Linked DNA regions of Zea mays: all the other regions are linked to region 1. The links are chromatin contacts, called in public Hi-C maps. All regions are on one chromosome and are shown on one strand. Each heading gives the region's core, a stretch centred on a gene start, on an enhancer-like site or on the middle of the called end of the contact. The rest is flanking DNA. Distances are from core to core; before and after follow the strand shown. Region 1 holds the start of LOC100383233. Region 2 holds the start of LOC100191526 (putative oxidoreductase, aldo/keto reductase family protein). Region 3 overlaps LOC100383321 (NAD(P)-linked oxidoreductase superfamily protein).

Region 1 (4,254 bases), core at 322-2,821:
AGAATGTGCCGCTAAGATCCCAGCCAGGCTATGATAGCAGGAATAAGAAATTGCCATAGGGGAATCCATTCATTCTCGACCATACAAGGAGTTTAGTTTCGAGGATAGCGTATTCGTCCGAAGTCGTATTAGTTGGCATTGTCACTGGAACAGTTTCACTCATACGCCGGAAGGGACGAGGCAATACACCGTACCAGGCATACGCCTACACATGATCAAAGGTGACACTAAGGGGATGACGGAAGATGAAGTTGTACTAAAGGTGACGCTAAGAGGATGACGGAAGATGAAGTTGTACTGAAGACATTCCTAAACCTCACCTCGAGCTGACTCGACCGAACCCACCAAGCACCGCTACGTCTATATCGGAACAGCTACAGGAACCCATTGGCTAACGGACGAGACGCGACCCATACCAGGGGTACGGCGGCGCACGACCCAGCAGACGACACCATAAGGGCTATGAGGCCCAAAAGCGGGAGGCCGAACTCCATCCCAGTAGAATACAAGTTTGTAACGTCTACCTTGAGCTATAAAAGGACAATGCAACCCTCATCCAAGACGACATCCCACAGCTTCACACAAGCACCCAACTGTAACACGCTCCAAGCAATAGTACTGTCATCAGTCATCACTACACTGGACTAGAGCTCTAGCCTAAACAAGTATAACCCACTCGTATCAGATCCACCTTCGAGCCCGTGTAGGTCACCGTTCGGGGTGAGTCCGCACTAACACCCCTGCCGAATACAAATCTTATTGTCCTCTGGTTTCAGAAACCATGAGAGTCCTATTTCACAAAATTTCATCAAATAATTATAGGACTCGGTCCATTATATCCTAAATATAGGACCCCATATGCTGGAGCCCTATTCTTGTTTTGTACAATATTCTAATATTTTATTTCCTAAATAATATGATTTGTTTTCTAATAACGTTATATAGGAATCAATTGTTGGAGTTGCAAAAAAACTTGTGACCCTAAACACTTTAAATCATATTGTGTTTTAAATTTCAGGACTCAAATATAGGATTTCTTGATAGAGATGCTCTGAGCTAATAATTAGTTCATTAGCTGGCTCAATCTAGCTAATGATTTATTAGGTGACTAACTATTACCTCTCGATAATAAATTATTAGCTGGGCTGAGCCAGCTAATAAACTAACTGCTAGTTGTGAGGTAGCTAACAATTAGCTATGATATTAACCAATGGTATTTGAAACCCAACAATTATTTTTAGTAGATAACTATTAGTTTTAATAGTTCTAAACTAGGTCTAAATAGGACCTAAAGCTAATAAAGCTAGCATCTAGAATTTCCATCAACAATATCCTAAAAAAAACTGGACTGAAAATGCACTATCGAGATGACATATGACGAAGAGATAAACCCAAATGGAATGGACCACGAGGGAAACCAGCAACCGTCATCGAACTCGTAGGGAGAGCCAGAGGGACACGATCACACGAGACTCCGAGAGGACCGGAGAGCCGGACCGGAGGGTTTCTCTTCCCCCGCCGAGACAGACAAGTACTCCACCACACACACACACGCGCCTCCCCTCACGAAATTCACAAACCCACCGGAGGCACAGAAATTTCCCAGCGAAGGAAAAATCCAGTCCGAAATCCAGCGCTCCAAATCCGTTCGTCCCCAAGGCGCTCCCCCGAACCCGTCCCGAATCCCGCAAATCCCCGCTGAAATTCCCCAATCCTCCGTGCTCGCCGCCGCCCTGCGACCGGTCCCGCCCGCCTCGTGTCGGAGCCGCTGCCGCGGATTTCCGCCCGAGGGTTTCGTCTCGCTCTCGCTCTCTCCGCCCTACTGCCGCCACAGATTGGCGCGACCGACCCTTCATCGAGGGCCTTCTTCCGCCCGCGAGGCCGGGGCTCCTCCCGCGGAAATTCACTCTCGTCCAGAAGCGGCGGCGCTCTCCTCTTCATCGCCGCCCCCGCGCTCTTCTGGTACTCGAGTGGCGTGGGGTGGAGATCCACCAGGGCGTGGATCCATTCCTCTTCGTTCGGTGGTGAGTAACCCTAGCATGGATTGTTCGAAGGATTCCCGTTGTTTTCATGTACCTACGGATTTGTTCTCGACGTGATGGTCTGCTAATACAATCTAATCCTTGCATGGCTCTATTAGGTTTTTATCCTTCAGGCGCGGAATATCAATCTATAGAGGTGCACGAGGACTTTATATATCCCCATATTTTCGGGGGTTCAACTGAACCCCCATGCCCCACGCTAAGTCCGCCCCTGGTGGTGGTGGACTGGATTGGTGGACAGTGCTGATTTTGTCGCGGGCATGGAGCGAAGTGAGCCCTCGCTGAAGCCAGAATGGCTGCTGCGGCCCACAGTACCTGCCACAACCTATAAGCCGGCGACTTTGCCCCACACAGGTGAGCTTGCCGTCTAAATCCCAACTGTCTGTTTGTTGCTATGGATAACATTCGTGTGTGATTCATTGCACGTTACGTTTATGGATGTTACGGCGAGAAGTTGCAACAGATAGGTTTGTAGTGGCACCGGATAGTATTACAGTGGAAGTTATCCCGCTGGTACCTAGATTTATACATGCCAAGTGGTGCCTTTTTTGTGCATGGTAGAAGCTAGTTCAATTCTATGTCGAGAAATTACTACTCCAAATTCCATGCTAGTTTCTTTAAAACAAGCTTTCCATTTATGCATTGTGGTACATCAGCGATATTTGCATGAAAAGTGTTACAATTATTATGCTGCATGTAAATCAGGACAGTTTGTGGTGGTGCATGTTATATTATGTAAGTTTTGCTAACTATGGTTACTATTGAGGGAGCTGTTAGGGAATCATTGCTTTGGATATAGCCTTGCCTTTTATATTAAGAAACTGACGTTTCTCAGTATTTTGTGACAATGTAACTGCACTGACTATTGTGGAGTTTGGGGTTGTTTGTAAGGCCCTGTTTGGGATGGCTCCAGGTTCCAGCTCTAGTGTGGAGCTGTAGTTTATAATATCAATTTAAATAGTTTTAAGATATTTTAATCTAAATAATAAACGAAATGACTTATCTAAATGCCTTCTAATGACTTACAACTTCAGCTCCACGATTTTCTAGAGCACCTAATGACCTGCTCCACCAACTCTACCAAATTTTTTTGGAACTGGAGCTATCCCAAACAGGGCCTTACAAACAACCCCAAACTCCTTGGAGTAAAAATGGGAACAGCTTGGAGGTGGTTCCAAGCATTGTTTTTTTTTGCTTGTCTGTTAGCCCTGTTTTGGTGTTGCCTTTGTAGTCCAGCTAGCAGCAAGGGTTAGGAACAGTTGACACACATGATTCTGCAGCTGTGAGAACGCACTTCAGCTTCAACCATCAGTGGCGTAAACCACGCCAGTAGCCTGCAAGATAACCATTTTGTACTTTCTGTATTTGGGGTTTCTGCTTATATGAGACTGTACTCGTACCATGTAGTGCCCCTTTGTATACGCAATTACATTTACTCAGTGAAATCCATGTTTCATAGGGAGCTATGAGAAGTTATGCAGGTGGGGTTGGCATGCTTCCTCGGTTTGCTCATTTACATCATAAATACAGTATAGACCAGCTTCGGATGGAGGACCTAGACGCTTTCAATCAATCGTTAAATGCTGGGTGTATGGGTAGAAGTCGAGCATTGCAAGATTAGAAGCTAGGGTGTGTTGTAGAGCTGTAGAAACAGAGAAGATTAGGAATTTCTAAGTCTGATGCCTTGATTTTCCAGTTGCAACACAAAGCAAATGGTGAGCATCTGGATAAACATAAACTCATAACTCAATAAGCCAGTTCACCACCATCTCATGCTTTACATAATTGATGCGATCAGTTAGCCAATTGCAGCAGATATGTTGCTTTCTTGGCACCACTGGCTTGGGCCTGGCTGCATGAAGTGTGGCTAAAGTTTGGAGTCTGTTTGCTTGGAGATGTGCTTCAACTTAACAAAGAGTGATCCGATTGTCCTGTTGGAAGGATGTAGAGGACTCGATTGTTGCTGGGTACAAGATGAAATAATGGGTTCTGGGGCAGATGTGTGCACACCCTTTCAGTTATAAGTAGTCTGTTGTTTGAGCTTTATCCTCATGTGCCTGTACATTTATTTTGCTTCTTGTGACTTGGCTTCTTATTGGTGATCATAATATAAGGATTATATCTTTATATTTTTGTACTAATTTAAAAGTACTTCTGCTTTTGTGCTTATGGAGCTCTTGTCCTTGTGGATAAGGATAACTCTTTATGTAGT
Region 2 (4,531 bases), core at 1,261-3,760, 150 kb before region 1:
ATAATATCGTGTTAATATGATCTTTCCTTGCTAATATGATTATCTCTTCCAACTTTTTATGACTAACATAACCTACATTGAGGGTCTTTTCCTACCATGCTTCACCCTACATAGAGCAAAAACACATCGGAGAACTTGAGTATGAATAGCGACAAAATTGAAGATATGTACAAGTAGATTTATTCTATCTTAAACTGTTACATATAACAAATGGTATAGTAAAATTGAATCCAGGTACTACACTATGTTCTTTGTCAAATAGCAGAGCGTGAAGCAAATACTATTACTGCAACAGTCTAACAAAACTTTATATGAACATTGTCTGATTTAACGATATTGCCTTGTGGTAAGGTGAATAAACGATTGTTTAGGGACATGAACACAGTGATATATAACAGCAAACGTTGTTGAACATTAGTTCTCGGTGTATTAGCTAGGCAAGAGAATCCAAACAACCTACAAATATTTATCCTAAAGTAATGAACCAAGGATCTATTATGCATCCTTGAGTCAAGGCACAACATACCGCCAACTCTAACTATAAAAGATAAATTCACTAATTGAGATAAATTATTGAATGCAGCACTTGAGGGCTACATTTACACGCCACATGTTACCTACAATAAGACAAAACTATGGGAAAAGAGAAAAAAGATGTAAGTGTCGATGATCATTCAAAAGCCTCCTCGATCAGATCGACTATCTTTTCATGTATCATTTATATATCTACTATATGGTTTACTACATAGATAAAAATGACAAGAGAGCATTATAGGGAGCAATAGGCAGGACCATGATATTATAAGCCAAATATGTGGGAGTGAATTTGGATAATCTAAACTCCAATTGGAGTCTACTAGTTTCTTTGAATATCATATATGGGGTCTATTTGGATTTGGACAGCAAAAACATGCAAAACAATTTCTGCAATAGTTGCTCATGAGCTGAGCAATTTATGCAAACAAATTACAATACATCTTCAGCTATCGTAAGTGTAGCTGCATTGTATTCATCTGGAAGCCAGAATGCAAGAAGAAAAAAAAATATTGCAAACAAGTTAATCGCGTTGCAAGATAAGGCCAGTCCATTAAACCCTAGCCTATAATATGAAATATTATAATTTGGACCTTCAACTAGATGCCTTCTTCCCAACACCCACTATGTTAACGATGGGTATGATGCTTTTTTCCAACTTTATTTCGAGCCATGTGGCCTCACTGAATAGATGAAGAAGGCGTAAGTTTTAAGATGTCCACATCCTCCTTCATTGTTTTGATGAACATCATTATATCGTTAGTGTATAAGGAGGCATGGAACCATGTTGTTGTGTATAAGGTGGCATGGAACCATGTTGTTGTACCTCCAAGCTTGATGAGGAGCCTTTTTTATTTACACACGAGAGTATACATTACATGGCCCGATCGCTTGGATGAAAAGTGAGAGCGATAAGGGATCGCATTATCTGATGCTACGATCATGTTGGATCCGGTCAAGAGAGATGCCATTGAACAACATCTTGGGTGTTGGTGTCCTTAACACCATGATCACATAGTTTATCCATTGTGGAGGAAAACCCTTGTCCAAAAGGGGTAACGAGTAGTCCTGACTCACCAAGTTGTGTCCAACTTCAACACAAGAGTCATGGTTTCCTTCTTAAGGAATATCCTCTAGCAATGTTCTGAGTGTAGAAGAATTTATCAGTATGTCGTGCCACTTGAAATAAATTGTATTCAAAAGCCATGCTAGGTAAAATGACAACATTTTTATGACCATGTTAGTAACAAAAAGCATAGATGAGATATAGATCGGCCTCAAATCTTATGTGTTTTCTGCTCCTCTCTTTTGGCATGAAGTTCATTTTTATTCTAGTGTTACTATTGTTAGATCGACACACTGAATATCGTAGAAAATATATGTTGTCGTCGACGTATCCTGCTTTAAACTATCAAAACAGACTCCCTATCTCACTCAATTATTTTGTTTCCTATTTTAAACTTCTTTTTGAAGACAGTACATCTACGTTACAAAACGGTGTTATACATGTCTTTATGCACGGCGTTGCTGTAGTTGGCATTATGATCTACGAGCATCGTTACTTGAAGAAGAAGAAGAAAAAAAAGGGCATACGAAGCCGTCTAGGCCCAAGCTTTGTCTTGCGGTCGTCCGGCAATTGTGTGGCCGATTTCATCCTCGTGGAGGGGTTGTCAAGCCCTGGAAACCTCGGGAAGATCCAAAATGTTCTCCCTTTCACCAAACGCTGGTTTTCTTTTGCGCAGACAAAGCAAGCCACGGCAAGAGCTCCAAATTAAACGCACACTGTTATCACCTGTGGAAGCGTAACTGGTGACGTCAAAACACTACTCCGATGGTAAAAGTCCCCGTCGGGTCCCATCTGCTGAATGCCAACGCGATGAAGTACCGAGAGCTCACACGTCGCCTGTCCACATACCAGCACGGGCTCAAGGCTCTGGCTCGCGCACCCCTGTCCCTCCCTGTTCCGCACCGCACACCTAGACTAGACGCACCTCCAACTGCAGCGCGCCATACTTGACCGCATCAGCATGGCATCCACGGGGACGACGGCGGCGGCGGTGCCGGAGGTGACCCTGCGGTCGGGCAACGGAAAGCCGATGCCGATGGTGGGCATGGGCACGGCGTCGTTCCCCGTGGTGCACGAGGCCGTCAGGGACGCCGTGCTGGCGGCCATCGAGGTGGGGTTCCGCCACTTCGACACGGCCTTCCTGTACGGCACCGAGAAGCCGCTCGGCGACGCCGTGGCCGAGGCGCTGCGGCGCGGCCTCCTGAGGTCCCGGGAGGAGCTCTTCGTCACGTCCAAGCTGTGGTGTTCGCAGACCCACGCGGACCTCGTGCTGCCGTCCCTGCGGGAAACTCTCGAGTGAGTACTGTACTCTGTAGTACTGCTACCACTCAGAAACCAGCTGTAGTAGTAAATGATTTTTTTTCTCTCTAACAAAAAAAGGCGATTCTTGTCTTGCGTGCCGACGACGTGCGTGCCGTGTGGGATCGAGCAGGAACCTGCAGATGGAGTACGTGGACCTGTACCTGATCCACTGGCCGGTGTGCCTCAGGCCGGCCGGCGGGCCGCCCAAGTTCCCGAACAGGAAGGAGGACGCGGTGCCGCTGGACGTGGCGGGCGTGTGGCGCGCCATGGAGGAGTGCCAGCGGCTGGGCCTCGCCAGGGCGATCGGCGTCAGCAACTTCACCACCAGGCACCTGGACAAGGTCCTGGCCATCGCCGCGGTCCCGCCCGCGGTGAACCAGGTGGAGCTGAACCCGGCGTGGCAGCAGCGGACGCTGCGGGCGTACTGCGCCGACCGGGGCGTCCACGTCGCCGCCTACTCGCCGCTGGGAGGGCAGAACTGGGACGGGCGGGGCAACGCCGTGCTCGACTCGGAGGTGCTCGCGGAGATAGCCAGGGCGAGGGGGAAGACCGTGGCACAGGTGAGCGTTACGCTAGCTGCCGGCTGCGTCTTCTGGCGTGCGGTAGCAGTGTCGTGGACGTTTGCCCCGGCCGGTGAAGGTTTGGTTGATCACGCGTTCGTCGTCTACTGTCTGGTCTGCCACACCATTCTATTCAGTTTTGCCTTTGTCTTCCCGTATTACCAGGTGGCGCTGCGATGGATACATGAGCAGGGAGTGACGTGCATCGTCAAGAGCTACAACAGGGAGAGGCTGAAGCAGAACCTCGAGATATTCGACTGGGAGCTGACCGATGACGACCGGCTCAAGATCAGCCACATCCCGCAGAGGAAGGTTGTCGAGGCCAGCGGCTTGTTCTCGCAGGAGGGTGAGTTCACGTCCGTTGATCCAGCGGAACTGAATATTGTGGAGGAATAGGAACTGGACTGGAAAATGGCCCCCGCCTGTCGGTGTTGCTCCGTATAGGAACATACGAATAATAAGGCAACGTTCGCCCTCGGTGTTTCGGGGGTGTATTCCACGATGTTTTCCATCCCCGTTCAGTTCAGTAAAGATTGTGATCGTATAATATTGAGGACTTCTTTGGAACGGTCGAGCTATAGTACATGGTTCCGTAAACTTTGTATGAATTTTCTGATCTAAATAAAGTGGGGTTTTACGAACAACTACGTTTCCGTGTATATTTGAGTATAGAGTATAAAACATAAATATATGTGTGTTTTGTTGGTTAGTTAGGTGTGAATATAAGTTTAGAGCCAATAACTATGTTTTAAATATGTATTTGTACATATTTTTTTTAGTTTTTTACCAATTAAATGTTAAAATGTGGATTCGATCGAATCAGTGGACTGAGGTTGATTTAAAAAACAAAGAGCCTTTTTTGTAAAAGTAACGATGATAGAACCGTGAAAATGTAATCAGAAAAAACTGATGCTTTAATATAGTACAAAGATCTTCCTCAAATCTCCACATATGCCACATCCTTGCCACATCTCAGCTTGCCTAGTCAGCGCTGCCAGGTGACATGGGAGCCGCCTCACCATCTCACCGCATGCCCGGTCCACGCCGCATGCTGCCCCATGCTACAATG
Region 3 (4,769 bases), core at 229-2,728, 200 kb before region 1:
ATTTTGTTCACCAGGGTCTTGAGCCTGTTATACGTTTCAGTTGGCTCCTCACCCTCTTCATGGCGAACCTCCCCAACTCGTCTTCCACGAACTCCATCTTGGTGATCATTGTGGCATCATTACCCTCATGAGTGATTTTGAGGGTGTCCCATATTTCCTTGGTATTGTCCAAGCTACTAAAAATGTTGTATTCATCCCTGCATAGAGATGCTAAAAGAAAAGTAGTAGCCTGGATATTTTTATGAATTTGTTCATTAATAAATATGGCATTATCATTGCTATCAAAATGCATTCCATTTTCTACTACTTTCCAAATGCTAGGATGAAGAGAAAATAAATGACTACGCATTTTATGATTTCAAAACGAACAATCTTCCCCATCAAAGTGAGGGGGCTTGCCAAAAGGAATAGACAATAAATGAGCATTGAGTTGTACGGAATGCGGGAATAATCAAAAGAGTAATTTTCGTGAACCGTCTTTTTCTTTGAAGAAGAGTCGTCGTCCTTCGGTGAAGATTGGGAGGCATCGCTGTCGTAGACTATCTTTTTGAAGCGCCTCTTCTTCTTCCCGTCCTTGTTCTTGTTGTTTGAGCGTGAGTCGATGGACTTATCTCCCTTTGGCTCATTGTTGTTGACAATCTCCTTCTCCTTGTCGTCTATCACTATCCCCTTGCGGCTTTGTCGGCGCGTGGGGGGTTGCAGATTTCACAGGGGGGAGACGGGGGCGTTCATGCGGAGGGAGAGGCGGGGGCACGGGGATGGTCTACACTATTGACTTAATATGTAGTAAATATTATATTTGAATAAATATCTCAATACGTATTTATATAGCATATAAAAATCGTAGCAAAACACGAGCAACTGGCTAGTAGTTTATATAAGCACATATTCACCTGCTTATAGATTATTATAATCTAGGTATCTAGATTATATAATTCATCTAATAATTTATGTTGTTTGTTTACCCCTTAATTTATTTGAGTTGGATTATATAATCTATAGGCTAAACAAATAGGCTTTTAGTTTCCATCTATTCTGATTATGTTGGGCGGGAGCAAACTGACCTCGCAGTCAGACTGACTGCAACACTTATCTCTAAATTTTTCCTTTTATATCATACTATGCAGCTATGTCATCTAGATTCTATCTCCTACTTCTCTTCTTCTCACATCAGTTTCCTCTAAGTTTTCCCTCTATATCTCACTCCAACCATAAAATATTATTTTATAAACCCATTCATCATTTAATATCATTTTTTTTCTTCTAACAACTACTGCAGAGCATGGGTGAGCAGTGAGCTGCTGCCGTAACTCCAAAGCTGACAAGTTTTCTGTGCTGTCCACCAAGATTGTAGCATGTAGATGAGATGTAGAGGAGCTAGTAGCGGCTACCATTACGGCAATAAAGAGCCCGTAGGAAAAGCGGAGGGGGCAGCGAGCGGGTGCTGCATAACCTGCATTCAGTCTCAGGGTACCATTGCATCCCACTCGGCTCCACCTCGCGGCCCATATTTGATATTTCGGCTATGGCAGGTACAGTATATACTATATAGATATTGAAAACCCAACTTTGTGATCCTATTAGTATAATAGTATTCATTCTACGTTGGAATTTGAAAACTGGGGCAAAAGGTCATTGCGCCGTCGTCGTCGTCGTTCGCAAGCAGCAACCAGGCAGCTCCGGGCTCCGGCCATGGCATCACCACCAAGGAATGTCGGTACCAGGACTACCAGCAACCCGGAGATCCCAGAGTTCCTGGTGGGCCCGGCTGGCCGGCCGGTGCCGGCCGTGGGGCTCGGCACGGCATCGTTCCCGTTCGTGGAGGAAAACGTCAGGACCGCCGTCCTCGCGGCACTGGAGCTCGGATACCGCCACCTCGATACCGCTTCGCTCTACCGCTCCGAACGTGCCGTCGGCGACGCCGTGGCCGAGGCAGCGCGGCGCGGGATCGTGGCGTCCAGGGAGGAGGTGTTCGTGACGACCAAGATGTGGTGCTCGCAGTGCCACCCGGATCTCGTGCTACCTTCCCTCAAGGAGAGCTTGCAGTAAGCGCTTGTTGAGCTTAACTTTTTTGCTGCTTCTTTTTATTTGCTTTCAAATAGGATGGTAACGCTCTGCGGTTCAAATTTCGGTTCTTGAAAGGACTAGCAACAACAATTAGATCTGAATCTTAGAAACTAAATGCTTCGATTTCAGTCTGCCAGTTTTGCATTTGCAGTAGCTCCAAGTACCAAATACACTAAAATCAGTGTTTTTTTGTGGCAATCAAGGTTCTTATCTCTTCATCTGTAGGAACCTTCAAATGGATTATGTTGATTTGTACCTGGTTCATTGGCCGATAGCTGCAAAGCCCGGCAAGCCACAGTTCCCGTTTAAAAGGGAGGACATCATGCCCATGGACCTAATAGGTGTATGGCGGGCAATGGAGGAATGCCACCGGCTTGGCCTTGCTAGGATGATTGGTGTCAGCAATTTCACAACAAAGAAGCTCCAAGAGCTACTGGCCATTGCTAAAATCCCCCCGTCAGTAAATCAGGTCTGTGCAGATCATATGAGTTAGGTGGTGGCAATGGCAGTAAGCCAGTAACCTCAGTTAGTTGTGGGTCTTTCAGGTTCTTGTAGTCCTTTTCTTAATGATTGATAAGCATGATATACTCTATATAAGGCCCCCTTTGGACATTTTCACGTTTCATGCGTTTTTGTTGTAAAAAACAAACTGATTCGTATAAAATTTCTATACAAATTACCGTGAAATTTCTACTGCGCAAAAGACCACAAAAGGAAGAACAGGATGTTTTACTGTATTTATTTTTATCGAACATGCAGAATAGCTGTGTGCCTTTCTTTTCATCAAAGAAGAAAGAGTGTCACATGGATATTAATATTCCATATGAATATAGAACATTAGAACTTGAAGGTTTTTTAATATGTAAATAGTCATCATTGAACGAAAAGTGGGTGTTTTAGGGGATAATTGTTTCAAATTAAAAATAACTTTGTATATTGTATATCCTCAAGTATACCTACACCATACACTGACATGTGAGATAACCTTGGCTTGAGCAGGTTGAAATGAATCCAATTTGGCAGCAGAAAAGGTTAGCTGAGTTCTGCAAAGACAAAGGTATTCATTTGACTGCCTATTCTCCGCTAGCAGGCCAAAGCACGTCTAAGGTCAATCCAGTAATGCAGTCTGAGGTTCTGCAAGAGGTTGCAAAGGCTAGAGGAAAGTCAGTGGCTCAGGTATTACCAACTGATCCCTCAATGTGTCTACCTTAAAGTGTAGCAGTTGTTCAAAATTCTGGCCACAGTTCAATTTTTTTAAGGCTTTCAAAGGTAATAACTACCGGATTTATATTAGCACCTTTAGCTTAATGTATTGACTAAGTATGTGCAGTTTGTATTCTTCAGAATGGTTTTCTAAACTCTTTGTATGATGTTAACACTAATCAGCATAACTACTTTTCGTTCTCTCCTAGATTTCGCTGAGGTGGATCTACGAGCAAGGCGCTAGCGTGGTTGTCAAGAGTTTCGGAAGGGATAGGCTCAAGGAGAACGTGGAAATCTTCGATTGGGAACTGACCAATGAAGACAGGCGTAAGATTAGTCAGATACCTCAGCACAAGAGGGTCACAGTGTTGGGGATCCTCAGCCCAGACGGCGTCTCCAGCGTGGATCTTGCTGAGCTTGATATTGTTGAAATGTAGCAGAAATCTCCATCTATCAGGTTGCAAGGACAAAAAATGGTGATTGGAGTAGCTTTCATACGGCTACGTTGAATCAGTTGCTTAGATACGGCCATATTGAATCAAGAATTAGAAGTAGAGGACGATCTCTCTACTTGTCGTCCGGACCTCATTTTCTTAAAATGTATTTTCAGGTGTCTGACCTTGTCCTGAAATGCCATCCAGGCCATTACTTTTTAGAATGCCATTTTTAGATCTGTTTGATCTAGCTTAAATAAGTTACTAGGCAAACAAACAATACACATTATTAGATAGATTATATAATATAGATACCTATATTATAATAATCCATAATCAACTTATTAAATGCTTATATAATTTACATGCTAGATTATATCTATACTACTTATTAAGACAGTAAAGGTAGTCTGTCGTTCTGCCGTTCTGCCATTTTACGATCTCAATCATCCGTTCTACCATTCTGTAATCTCAGTCGTCCGATCCTACGTTTGAGTCTCGCTCCCCGATCCCGCACACCGGTCCCGCTCCTAGATCGCGCCCCGAAACCCTCTCGCCTCGCCTGGAAACCGTCGCCCCCGACCTCCCCTCTCCTCCCCCGATTCTGGCTGCCGCCCCAGGCTCGCCCGCCCCGAAATCCTCCACCGTGCCGCGCCGAAAACCTCGCCCACCACCACCACGCCGCGCACGCCCCGGTCTTCGTCGCCCTAACCACGCCCTTCCAACGATGATGTCGCTACCGAAGCGCCGCGCATCCTCCTTGCATCTTCGTCGCCGCTGCGCCACGCCGAAATCCTCCCCCACCGTGCCCTTCCATCGACGACCATGGCGGACTACCCACGCGTCGTGCGCGCCCCGCTCTTCGTGCCTGTCCTCTGGGGCCAGTGCGCTCCCCTCCTCCTCAGCAGACTCCGCCGCCGCAGGTCTGGTTGCCCACCTCAACTCCGAGGAACGAGGACTCCACCACGCTCGCTCCGGAGACACCACCGTGGTATGTCCTCCGCTCACCGTGCCTGTCCTCGGATCCGCGACTGCCGCCCCGCTCCCCCCCAAATACCAGCCGAC

The links. A called contact is a pair of places that touch in the nucleus more often than the background predicts.
Region 2: a Hi-C map of leaf shows a contact between it and region 1, with 9 times the contacts expected there. The contact joins the promoter of LOC100191526 here to the promoter of LOC100383233 in region 1. A contact is called at or near these places in 2 of 25 Hi-C or Micro-C datasets (leaf and tassel).
Region 3: a Hi-C map of tassel shows a contact between it and region 1, with 3 times the contacts expected there. The contact joins the enhancer-like site here to the promoter of LOC100383233 in region 1. A contact is called at or near these places in 3 of 25 Hi-C or Micro-C datasets (ear, leaf and tassel).

The regions. Positions count from the first base shown.
Region 1 is chr10:123,268,841-123,273,094 of Zm-B73-REFERENCE-NAM-5.0, forward strand. LOC100383233 reads left to right here and starts at 1,572. Exons shown (of 6, transcript NM_001175895.1): 1 at 1,572-2,024; 2 at 2,141-2,396. The coding sequence starts at 2,303.
Region 2 is chr10:123,116,509-123,121,039 of Zm-B73-REFERENCE-NAM-5.0, forward strand. LOC100191526 (putative oxidoreductase, aldo/keto reductase family protein) reads left to right here and starts at 2,511. Exons shown (of 1, transcript NM_001136957.1): 1 at 2,511-4,104. The coding sequence starts at 3,043. The coding sequence ends at 3,858.
Region 3 is chr10:123,073,888-123,078,656 of Zm-B73-REFERENCE-NAM-5.0, forward strand. It overlaps LOC100383321 (NAD(P)-linked oxidoreductase superfamily protein), which reads left to right. Exons shown (of 7, transcript NM_001354326.1): 3 at 1,280-1,532; 4 at 1,632-2,045; 5 at 2,293-2,536; 6 at 3,067-3,243; 7 at 3,480-3,883. The coding sequence starts at 1,693. The coding sequence ends at 3,707. Among protein-coding and RNA genes, the nearest start is that of LOC100383321, 8.4 kb to the left of the region's middle. Within about 2 kb of position 1,479, at least 11 of the 20 cell types and tissues checked have an H3K27ac peak or open chromatin away from gene starts, as enhancers often do. A contact at or near this core is called in ear and tassel, where this site is marked.